Linked DNA regions of Mus musculus: regions 2 and 3 are each linked to region 1. A link is a contact called in public promoter capture Hi-C data. All regions are on one chromosome and are shown on one strand. Each heading gives the region's core, a stretch centred on a gene start, on an enhancer-like site or on the middle of the called end of the contact. The rest is flanking DNA. Distances are from core to core; before and after follow the strand shown. Region 1 holds the start of Sncb (synuclein, beta). Region 2 holds the start of Prelid1 (PRELI domain containing 1). Region 3 holds the start of Rgs14 (regulator of G-protein signaling 14).

Region 1 (2,911 bases), core at 65-2,564:
ATCACACTGTGCCACTGGGTGGATGTGCTATAAGGAAGTAACCAGATCTCTAAGAGGACGTTTAGAGCATTGTCAGTGTTTCCTACAGTGACTGTCCCGGCCCACGTGTAAGTGTGCACACGCAAGAATAGAGATCCGCAGGGTGAGTTCCTGGAAGGGGCACTGCTGATCCAAAAGGAGCATGCATTTATAGTCCTAGGAAACACTGCCAAACTGGCCTTCTTAAAGCCTCTGCCAACTTACAGCCCTACCACAGCCATGAGCATCCCCCCCCCCCCCGTGCCCTACTGTCTGCTGTTGGCACACCTCATCTCTCAAACGCCCAGACCAGCACTTCTGCCACCACTGCCCTCATCTGTGTTATATATCGTTAGCTTAAAACGCTCTTCTGATCTTGTTCCCGAGGGAAAACCTTACCCACCCCACGAGCCCCAAACTAAGTGCCACTTCCTTTTTACTTCTTTCCCTGACTCCCTGAGCTCACAGGGTCCCTTTCATCTGGGATGCCACACCTGCTTGGGTATAATTCTTTTATAGAACTGACTGAGGTCCTGCCGTGCATCTGGAATGCCCTCCCATAACCATAAACCATATGCTCTTGTCTGGGTCTTGAGCAGGTTGCACTGCATCCTGACTGCCCGTCAGCATGGTGGTGCCTCCCAGCCTTTGCCCTTGAGGGTCTGGTTCTGTGGATCTCACCCCCACCTGTCTAGGCCTACCTTGTTGCTTCTCCCGGATCTGTCTATTCCAAGTCGTTTCTTGGAAGAGGCCTTTGCTGTCTACCTACTTTGCCTCAAGTCCATTTCTTACATCAGCATTTCTCTGTCTTCCTATCTACTCTCACAGGCTGAAGTAACCCTGTATGATTCAAGTGTGGATACATTGATTTTGTTTCCTGCCTCTTGTCTCTGCACAGCCATGAGCGCGTCTTCCTGAGATACGAACCCTGCTTTTCTTTAGCACTGTTTCCACCCAACCTGCACCACCCATCCAAGCGGTGCCTAGAAGGGCATTGACTCCCTCCATTGGTTCTACAGAAGAGGAACCTTGCGTTTCAAAAGGTGAGGTAGGTAGTTCAAGATCCCACAGCTACTAACAAACGCAGCTAGGATTGGAATCGCTCTGAACTTCCAAGCCAACCGCATAATTTCTACACCAGTCCTCTCTCGCCGCATTGCCACCTCCCACCATCCTCAAAGACTACTCTTCTCCAGCACTAGGGTCCCCGGCTGCACGTCAGAGGCCCTCCCCTGGAGGCTCGCCTGCTCTGGGGAGATGTCACCCTCCCCGCCCCCTGTCAGTCAGGCGGAGGGGGCGGCGCGGCCACCAGGGGGGAGTGCTGAGCTCAGAGCTGCCGCAGCGCCGGAGCAGGAGCCGGAGCGGAGCCGGAGCGCGCGAGTAGCATCCTTGGTGGCAGAGCACCCAAGGCCAGAGCACTGCTGCACTCCAGCTCAGGAAAGGTGACTCAAGAGCCTGACCACGGCAGGACACCACTGGCCCCGAGTCCATCCATACCCAGCGTAGCCCAGCCCCGCGCATCTGCTCGCAGTAGCAGCCGCTGCCGCCACCACAGCTCCATCCCCCAGCCCGGCCCCGAAACCCAGGTGAGGCTCCGGAAAGAGCACCGAACTGGGGATCCAGGGGGATCTGGGGTAAGATGAGGAGCGGGATGGAGACTGCCCTGGGAGAAACGTGGGCACAGAAAAGGAAAGCGCTAAGCGGGCGCGGGCAGGTGCACTGCAGGATGCGCGTCTGTCCTCTCTGATTGCTACAGTCTGGGTGGACGTGCGGACGTGCGTCCGTGCCCGTGTGCCGGAGTGTCCATGCGCTTCTAAACGCCCCGTGTTCTGTGTGTGTGCACGTGAGCATGTCCATGGTGTGTGTTTGTATGCAGACCGTGTGACTGTTGTGTGTACAGACAGGCCCCGGTGTTCGCGCCGAGCCTAGCTTCCGGTTCTGCGGGCCTGCAGGTTGCAGATCTCCGGATAACTGAGGTGCTGGCCCCTCCCCGCATCCCGGGGTTTCAAGGACGCTAGGACTCGCCGCAGCATAGCTCTGAGGCCTAGACCTGGGAAGTAGAGAGGGTAGGAGGGGGCTCCCGGCCCAGAAGCGCGCCAAGTCTGAGGAAGGGAGGGAGGGGGCACCAGGTCCCCTGGGAGGGCCCGAGTGAGGGTGCAGAGCCAGCGCCCCGGCACTTGTGTGTTCGCCCTCCCCAGGCCGCCAGGATGGACGTGTTCATGAAGGGCCTGTCCATGGCCAAGGAGGGCGTTGTGGCTGCAGCTGAGAAAACCAAGCAGGGGGTCACCGAGGCAGCAGAGAAGACCAAGGAAGGCGTCCTCTATGTCGGTGGGCAAGGGGCTGCAGGGCTGGGTATCTCCTGAGGGTACCAGAAAGGGTCCTCAGAGTGATTGAGGGGTCTGGGCATGAGAATATGAGTCAGCAGATGGGCGAGGTCAGTAGGGGTCACTGGGGACACAGCCAGTCCATGGAATTGGGAGGTGGGGATGGGATGGGAGCTGGTGGAGATGATGTTCAAATGAAAAACCAGGGACCAAGGTGTTGAGCTCTCCAGAGTTTCCTTTTTCTTACCCCGTCATCACTATTAATAGTGACCTGGTGGGGAACCTTTACCTGAGGCCAAGAGCAATGAAATGCTATAGCATCTAACATTCCTGGGCTAGTCTACAGATCAGCGACTCTGGGGCCCTCTGTTAACCACTCTGCCCAAGGTCACACAGCTGGTAAAGCCAGAAGCCCGGGTATAAATCCCGCTGGAAAGCCCCACTTTCCTGGTTATTGGCGGGCTCTCTCCAGCTACCAGCCCCCGCCCCCCCCCCCCACACACACACAGCCTGTGGTTTTACCTTGGCAGTCTCTCCAGTTCATCGTCCCAGCAGCTGCCAGCTGGTAT
Region 2 (3,265 bases), core at 523-3,022, 560 kb before region 1:
GAGTGGCACATCTTTATATAAAGTTTTTCTTTTTTGAAACGCACAATTTCCACCTCTCAGGCTTACAGAAGCCGAGAAAGAATCATCTAGAAGCTCGAAGGTTATTCACACTGTGTGAACATTCCCAAACATGGGTTTTCAAGCCTTCCAAAGCATACAAGATCCATATAATGCACTTCCTCAAATCTCATGCACAAACCGAGGCACACCCCAGTTATCTCCACTTGATGTGACTCCAACAGGGAAGCCACAGCCTCCCTTTCTCGATCAGCATCATTCCTGAAAGCCACCCCCCCCCCCATATGTATGCATGCATGCATGTCACCAACTGACTGCTCTGCGCACAGTACTTGTAACAAGCTTTGAAAAGGGGTGTCAGCCGGGCAGTGGTTGGTGGTGCACGCCTTTAATCCTAGCACTTGGGAGGCAGAGGCAGGTAGATTTCTAAGCTCGAGGACAGCCTGGTCTACAAAATGAGTTCCAGGAGAGCCAGAGTTTCACAGAGAAACCCTGTCTCGGGGAAAAAAAAAAAGAAAAAAAGAACAGGGGTGTCTTTCCCCACCATCTGAGAGCCAAGGGACAGTCCCAGAGAATCTGACCAATCGAAAGGGTAGACCAATCTAAGGGCAGAACTCTAGAGATGCAGCTCATTGGTATTTTAGGCCTGCCTCTGGCCACAGAAGTTCCCACAACTCTCTTGCCTGAAATCTGAAGGGCAACTATTTTGAGGGAGCAAAGGAAGTCTCACCATCAGCCGGGCATGGTTGATGTTCCAGGTGAAGGTGGTCATGGTCTGATTCTGGGGGTCCACAATAGAGTCCTCCAGGATGTACACGGAGTGAGCAACGTTGGCAGGAAACAGTCGCTCTGCCCAACGTGGCATCCTGTTGGTCTTGGTCAGGAGTCTCCGGGACAGTAGCTTCTGGTCGGGGGTCACCTCCCGGTGCACTATGTCTTCGGTTAAGACATGTTTGCTGCAAGAGTTAAAGATGATTCTCAGGAGCCTGCTCTTGACAGCATGTCTACTGGTTCCTATTTAGCGCCTCCAGGTCATGGCTGCCTGCAATCTGTGATCTGTGCCCGGGTTCAGAATTAGAGTACACTGAACCTATCCCCGGGCAAATTCCAACTCCCTCCTCCACCCGACATGGATTCTGTGGCTCTCCAAAGCGAGCAAAATCTCAAGAATTATACCACTAGAGAGCGCCAGCAGCAGGTAAGCAAACCATCCTCAGGATTTCTGGCCCCGAAATACCGCTCAACTCCCGTGCTGCCGCCTCTTCCTGTCCAACCACCTTTGGACTGCAAAATAGAAATCTAGAGCCCAATATAAATCACAAACTAGACAATCTTCTTCGAGGACTTTGGAGGCTTGGACTGATTCTAATCCTATAAGGATTTTGTGCTATAACTGTGGCCACAGTTCCGCAGATAGCCCACATCGGACTCTGTCCAGTCTTTCAAACTCCACTATTGAAGGACAGCCTACGGTGCGATCTCCAGAAGAAGAGAGGAAGGCGACTCGCTCTACCCAACGCCACGTACCTATAGGGATTCGGGTACCGTTGCCAGAAGGCGGCGAACACTTGGTCCCAGGAACTTCGGAGCACGCTCTGGCCCAGGAAATACTTCACCATCGTCCCGACCCGGACGGGCTCAGCACCCGTGCAGCATCAGGGTGAAGAGCCCGGGGGTGGGGGGGACGTGGCTAGGCGCACGCCCGCCAGGCTCGCAGCTCAATCTCCGCAGGACCGCGCCCAGGTCCCTACCGCCGCCATCAGGGGTTATAGGACTGCACGACGCTTCCGGCGCCGGATGCATAGGATCGGCCACTTCCGGCGCCCGCGTCACGTGACCGGGCGTCCCGCCTCTTGGCTTCCAGTCCCAGAGGTGCTGTTTGGAGTTAGCTACGAGGACCCCAGATTCAGTCGGTAACCCCGGCGCAGCGGAGCTTCGGGCGCAGCGGCGGTCGCGCGGGTGAGCACCGCAGGGCTCTGCGGCGCGGTGGAGGGCGCTGTCCGCGTCCCCGCGCCGCGGCTCTGCAAAGGACGGAGCGCCCCGGGCCGAGGCGCCAGGGGCCTGCGAGGTGCGAGGCCCTTGGGGTTGGGGTCTGAGGCTTGGGCTCTGCCTGGGCCGCGCGGACCCTGAAGTGGGTGAGGCGGCCCAGGGAGCATGAGCGGGCAGCGCGTGGACGTTAAGGTGGTTATGCTGGGCAAGGAATACGTGGGCAAGACGAGCCTGGTGGAACGATACGTGCACGACCGCTTCTTGGTGGGGCCCTATCAGAACGTGAGTGCACCCCTGCGGAGCAGGCATGGGAGGAAGGGGTCCGGCCAGTATTCCACACTTATCTCTTCCCTGGTTGTAGACCATCGGGGCTGCTTTCGTGGCCAAGGTGATGTGCGTTGGAGACCGGACGGTGACTCTGGGCATTTGGGTAAGTCCCTTGAGAACAGAGTCTTGTGCAAACCTGTCTCCCGAATTTAATGTCTTGCCTCTTAAACCAGCCAACTGGAGCCTCATAGAGGTCGTTTTTCCTTCCTCACACCCATTTACTCGTCTAAAAAAAGGAGGGGGGGTTGTCTGGAAGATGGGGCCTATTTTGTAGTCTTGTGAAGGAGCTTATTAACTCCTTTCACCCCTCAGGACACAGCAGGTTCCGAGCGCTACGAAGCCATGAGCAGAATCTATTACCGGGGTGCTAAAGCTGCAATTGTCTGTTATGGTAAGGGGTTGAATTCTGGCGTGTTCAAGTAGTAAGGGTTAGGTTACAGGCCAGCATCAGAGGGAAGCCGCTGATCTTTATGTGTCTCTTGCCTTACCCTTACCAAGACCTCACTGACAGCAGCAGCTTTGAGAGAGCCAAGTTCTGGGTTAAGGAGCTGCGCAGTTTAGAAGAGGTAGGTGGCCAGATATCACAAGAGTAGGGACAGAGACTGTATTGGTCTGTGGAGATAATCTCAGCCTTGTCTTCTGCTACAGGGCTGTCAAATCTACCTGTGTGGCACTAAGAGTGACCTGCTGGAGGAAGACAGGCGGCGCCGTCGTGTAGACTTCCATGATGTTCAGGACTATGCCGATAGTAGCTGTTTTTAAGTCTCTGAGGATGGGGGCTTGGGGGCGGGTACTATCTGCCTGAGTGTATTTCAAAGATGGGAATGACAGTCTTGGTTGCTTTCTGGCCTTCTTGAACCTGTGTGGTTCAGGAGACTGAACTGTTAGCTACATTTAGGTGTGCTCCCCAAGTGTGAAGACAGTCACTTCT
Region 3 (2,844 bases), core at 63-2,562, 600 kb before region 1:
TGGGAACTGTTTAATGAGATAGAAGATTCTTAAAGAGGGGATGAAAGTACAGGGGTTATCAGGATAACCCTTCCGTAGCCTTTACAATGCTCAAGTGTCTCATATTCATTATGGCACTCAGCAAACAGGACATTGATCAGTTTCTATTTCATTTTACTGATGACGAAACAGGACAGGATCTTTCTTGGGAAAAGACAGCAGAGCTAGAACTGGATCCCAGGTCTCTCTCTCTGGATCCCAGGTTATTCTGGACCCACTGGCTTTATCCCATGGTTCTAGGCTGGGGCCTTAAGATAGAGGTTACCAGGACACTGTTTGGTCCCCCTGGAGTGATCCTGCTAGGTGAGCCAGGTCCCTAAGGAGAAAAGGGAGGCTCAACACAGCCTGTCCTATTTGGTGAATGAAAGAAGAGCCAGAAACTTGGAGACAACTCTAGTCAGGAGTTAAACAGCCTGGAGAAGGTCTAATGGGTTAGGGCTGCAACCAGGGCATCCTATACTAAGTTGCACGCACACACACACACACACACACACACACACATACACACACACACACCCTTCCTGGAAGCTAGGAATAGACCAGACAGAGCTGATCTTCCTGTCCTGCCCTTACTGACCCGTCCTGGGCTGCCCAAAGAACACTAGTTCTGGCAGGCTGCCTCTGGAGCAGGTTGATGCAGTGATCCAGCAAGGGCTGCTCTTAAAACCTTATCTTGGGCACTTAGAGCGTGAGATGAAGAGAGGAGGGCTGAGGGCCTGAGACATAGGGCTTGAGAAGTTTTAGAAGTGACCACTGGATCTCCAGGCTACTCTGTAATCAACTTCAGTAATCCCAGTAGCGGATGAGGGAGCAGCGAGTCCAACCTGCATGTGGAACCAGAGACCTAAGTCTGCTGTGTTCTGGACTAATCCCTGGGGTTGCACCAGACTCCTAGCAGGGCATCTGGAAGGGTCCTAGGGTGACAGCACCAGGTCCCAATGCCAGCAGCTGTCTGTACCCAACTTCTCCAGCCTGCTCCTCTGCAACCCTGCTGGGTGTGCCTCCTGGACTCCACCCTGGGTGTGCCCACCCCCCTCCCTGTGGCTCTGGCTCAGAGCCCACACTCACCATGCGCCCGTTGGGGACACCCAAGTGCTTGGGCTTCCCTGGCATACCGCCGTTGATCACAGGTCCCCTCCACGGGGGGCCACCCACCACAAGGATCGCGGAAGCACTCTCTTGGGGTGGCAAGCAGGCAGTGGAGAGAGAGAGCTCTGCTCCTCCGGGCCCTTACATCCTGAAACACCAGCTCACTACCTCTTTTCTCTGCCACAGGAAGTGTCTCTATAGAAACCAAACCACAGAAAGAAGCAAGGTCTAAGAGAGCGAATGTCTCTTCCTACTCTCATACACACACACACACACACACACACACACACACACACACACGTTCATGCACACACACATGCCGCCAACGCACCCTCGGTTGCACACCATGCAAGCACCAACAGCCAGCAGGAGCCTCCTTTTGCCCAGCGAGGTACCTGGAGTGTTCAATCTGAAGGCTCCAAGGATGTGTCAGCATGCTGAAGTGCATGCTCATACAACTAGACACTTGTGGAGCAGACAGTCTGGGGGGGGGTTCCATGGACATGGGGCATGTGTTCCGAGTCCTAGGCATCCACAAAAGTGCATTGTTCACTACTCATTTACCTTCTATGTCCCAGGCTTATGCATGCTTAGCAACCCTAGCTCAGGCAGTTTGCATGCGGAGACTGCTGCCCCTAGGCTGTCATCTGATAGCCAGGTGAGCAAAGAGGTAATCACATCACCTGTGTGACCATGCATGTGGGCATGCTGTGTCACGAGGGCACCTGAATCTTCAGGCATACACACTCGAATCTGGGCAGGGTAGCACATGTATGTAATGCCAGCCCTTGTGAGGCAGAGGCAGGAATAACAGTTTGAGGTCAGACTTAGTTACAGGAAACTCAATCTGGATCTATACTATGTCTGTATCTATATCTAAATGTAAACAAAATAAGATAGATAGTGTATAGTGCCTTGGATGGGTGCATATGATAGGCATGCCTATGTATAGTCAGACACCCCAGGGGCTGGGTATGCACACATGCACTGAAGGGTAGGAGAATGGATTGGGTATATCCATACCAAAGAGGTAAAGTAAGCCATACTCAGTAGAAAGCCCACCTCTGTGCAGAACTGTCTTAGCTCAGACTCCAAAAAGCAGGTGGAGCTCTTTGAGTGCAAGGCCAGCCTCATTTACATATCAGCCAGGACTACATAACGATACCTGGTCAACAAACAAACAAACAAAGGAAAACAAACCGGGCTGTAGAGATGGCTCAGTGGTTAAGAGCACTGGCTACTCTTCCAGAGTTCCATTCCTGGTCACCACATGGTAGTTCACAACTGCTCCTGACTTCAGTTCCAGAGGACCAGATGCCCTCTTCTGGCCTCTGAGGGTACCAGGTATGCAGATGGTATACAGACACCCAGGCAGGCAAAACGGTCATACACATAAAAATAGTTTTTAAATTATTAAGAAAAAAAAATGCCATGTGCTGGGTGGCCGGGACAACAGACGCTCAGTTCTCACCATTCCGGAGGTGGCACGTCCAGGCTCAAGCCCTGACACACTTGTGCTCTGACGAGTCATGGCTTGCAGACGGCCATCTTTTTGCTGTGCCCACGTGTCAGAAAGCAGAGAGATAGGGAGCATACTGTCTCCTGTCCTGTTTTATAAAGGACACTTGTCTCATCATATCCGGTCCCTCTCCTGCGTGATATACTTTCCGACCAAAGGCTCCACCTCCAACATTTCTGAATATTAATAAAATGAGT

Evidence for each region. Promoter capture Hi-C pulls out the DNA fragments that hold promoters and counts their contacts. Capture Hi-C pulls out chosen DNA fragments and counts their contacts.
Region 2: a promoter capture Hi-C map of pancreatic islet shows a contact between it and region 1. The contact joins the promoter of Prelid1 here to the promoter of Sncb in region 1. A contact is called at or near these places in 3 of 39 promoter capture datasets (cranial neural crest, frontonasal cranial neural crest and hippocampal neurons), 3 of 115 datasets of contacts at active chromatin or transcription factors (astrocytes, embryonic forebrain and forebrain) and 1 of 9 other capture datasets (pancreatic islet).
Region 3: a contact with region 1 is called in a promoter capture Hi-C map of hippocampal neurons, with 3 times the contacts expected there. The contact joins the promoter of Rgs14 here to the promoter of Sncb in region 1. A contact is called at or near these places in 4 of 39 promoter capture datasets (cranial neural crest, hippocampal neurons, pre-B cells and 1 more) and 1 of 115 datasets of contacts at active chromatin or transcription factors (pancreatic cancer cells).

The regions. Positions count from the first base shown.
Region 1 is chr13:54,764,998-54,767,908 of GRCm38.p6, reverse strand. Sncb (synuclein, beta) reads left to right here and starts at 1,314. Exons shown (of 6, transcript NM_033610.3): 1 at 1,314-1,604; 2 at 2,217-2,346. The coding sequence starts at 2,226.
Region 2 is chr13:55,320,562-55,323,826 of GRCm38.p6, reverse strand. It overlaps Prelid1 (PRELI domain containing 1), which reads right to left and starts at 1,772. Exons shown (of 5, transcript NM_025596.5): 1 at 1,546-1,772; 2 at 749-974. The coding sequence starts at 1,637. It overlaps Rab24 (RAB24, member RAS oncogene family), which reads left to right and starts at 1,847. Exons shown (of 8, transcript NM_009000.3): 1 at 1,847-2,289; 2 at 2,369-2,437; 3 at 2,647-2,725; 4 at 2,833-2,900; 5 at 2,983-3,082. The coding sequence starts at 2,173.
Region 3 is chr13:55,368,200-55,371,043 of GRCm38.p6, reverse strand. It overlaps Rgs14 (regulator of G-protein signaling 14), which reads right to left and starts at 1,312. Exons shown (of 15, transcript NM_016758.3): 1 at 1,108-1,312. The coding sequence starts at 1,152.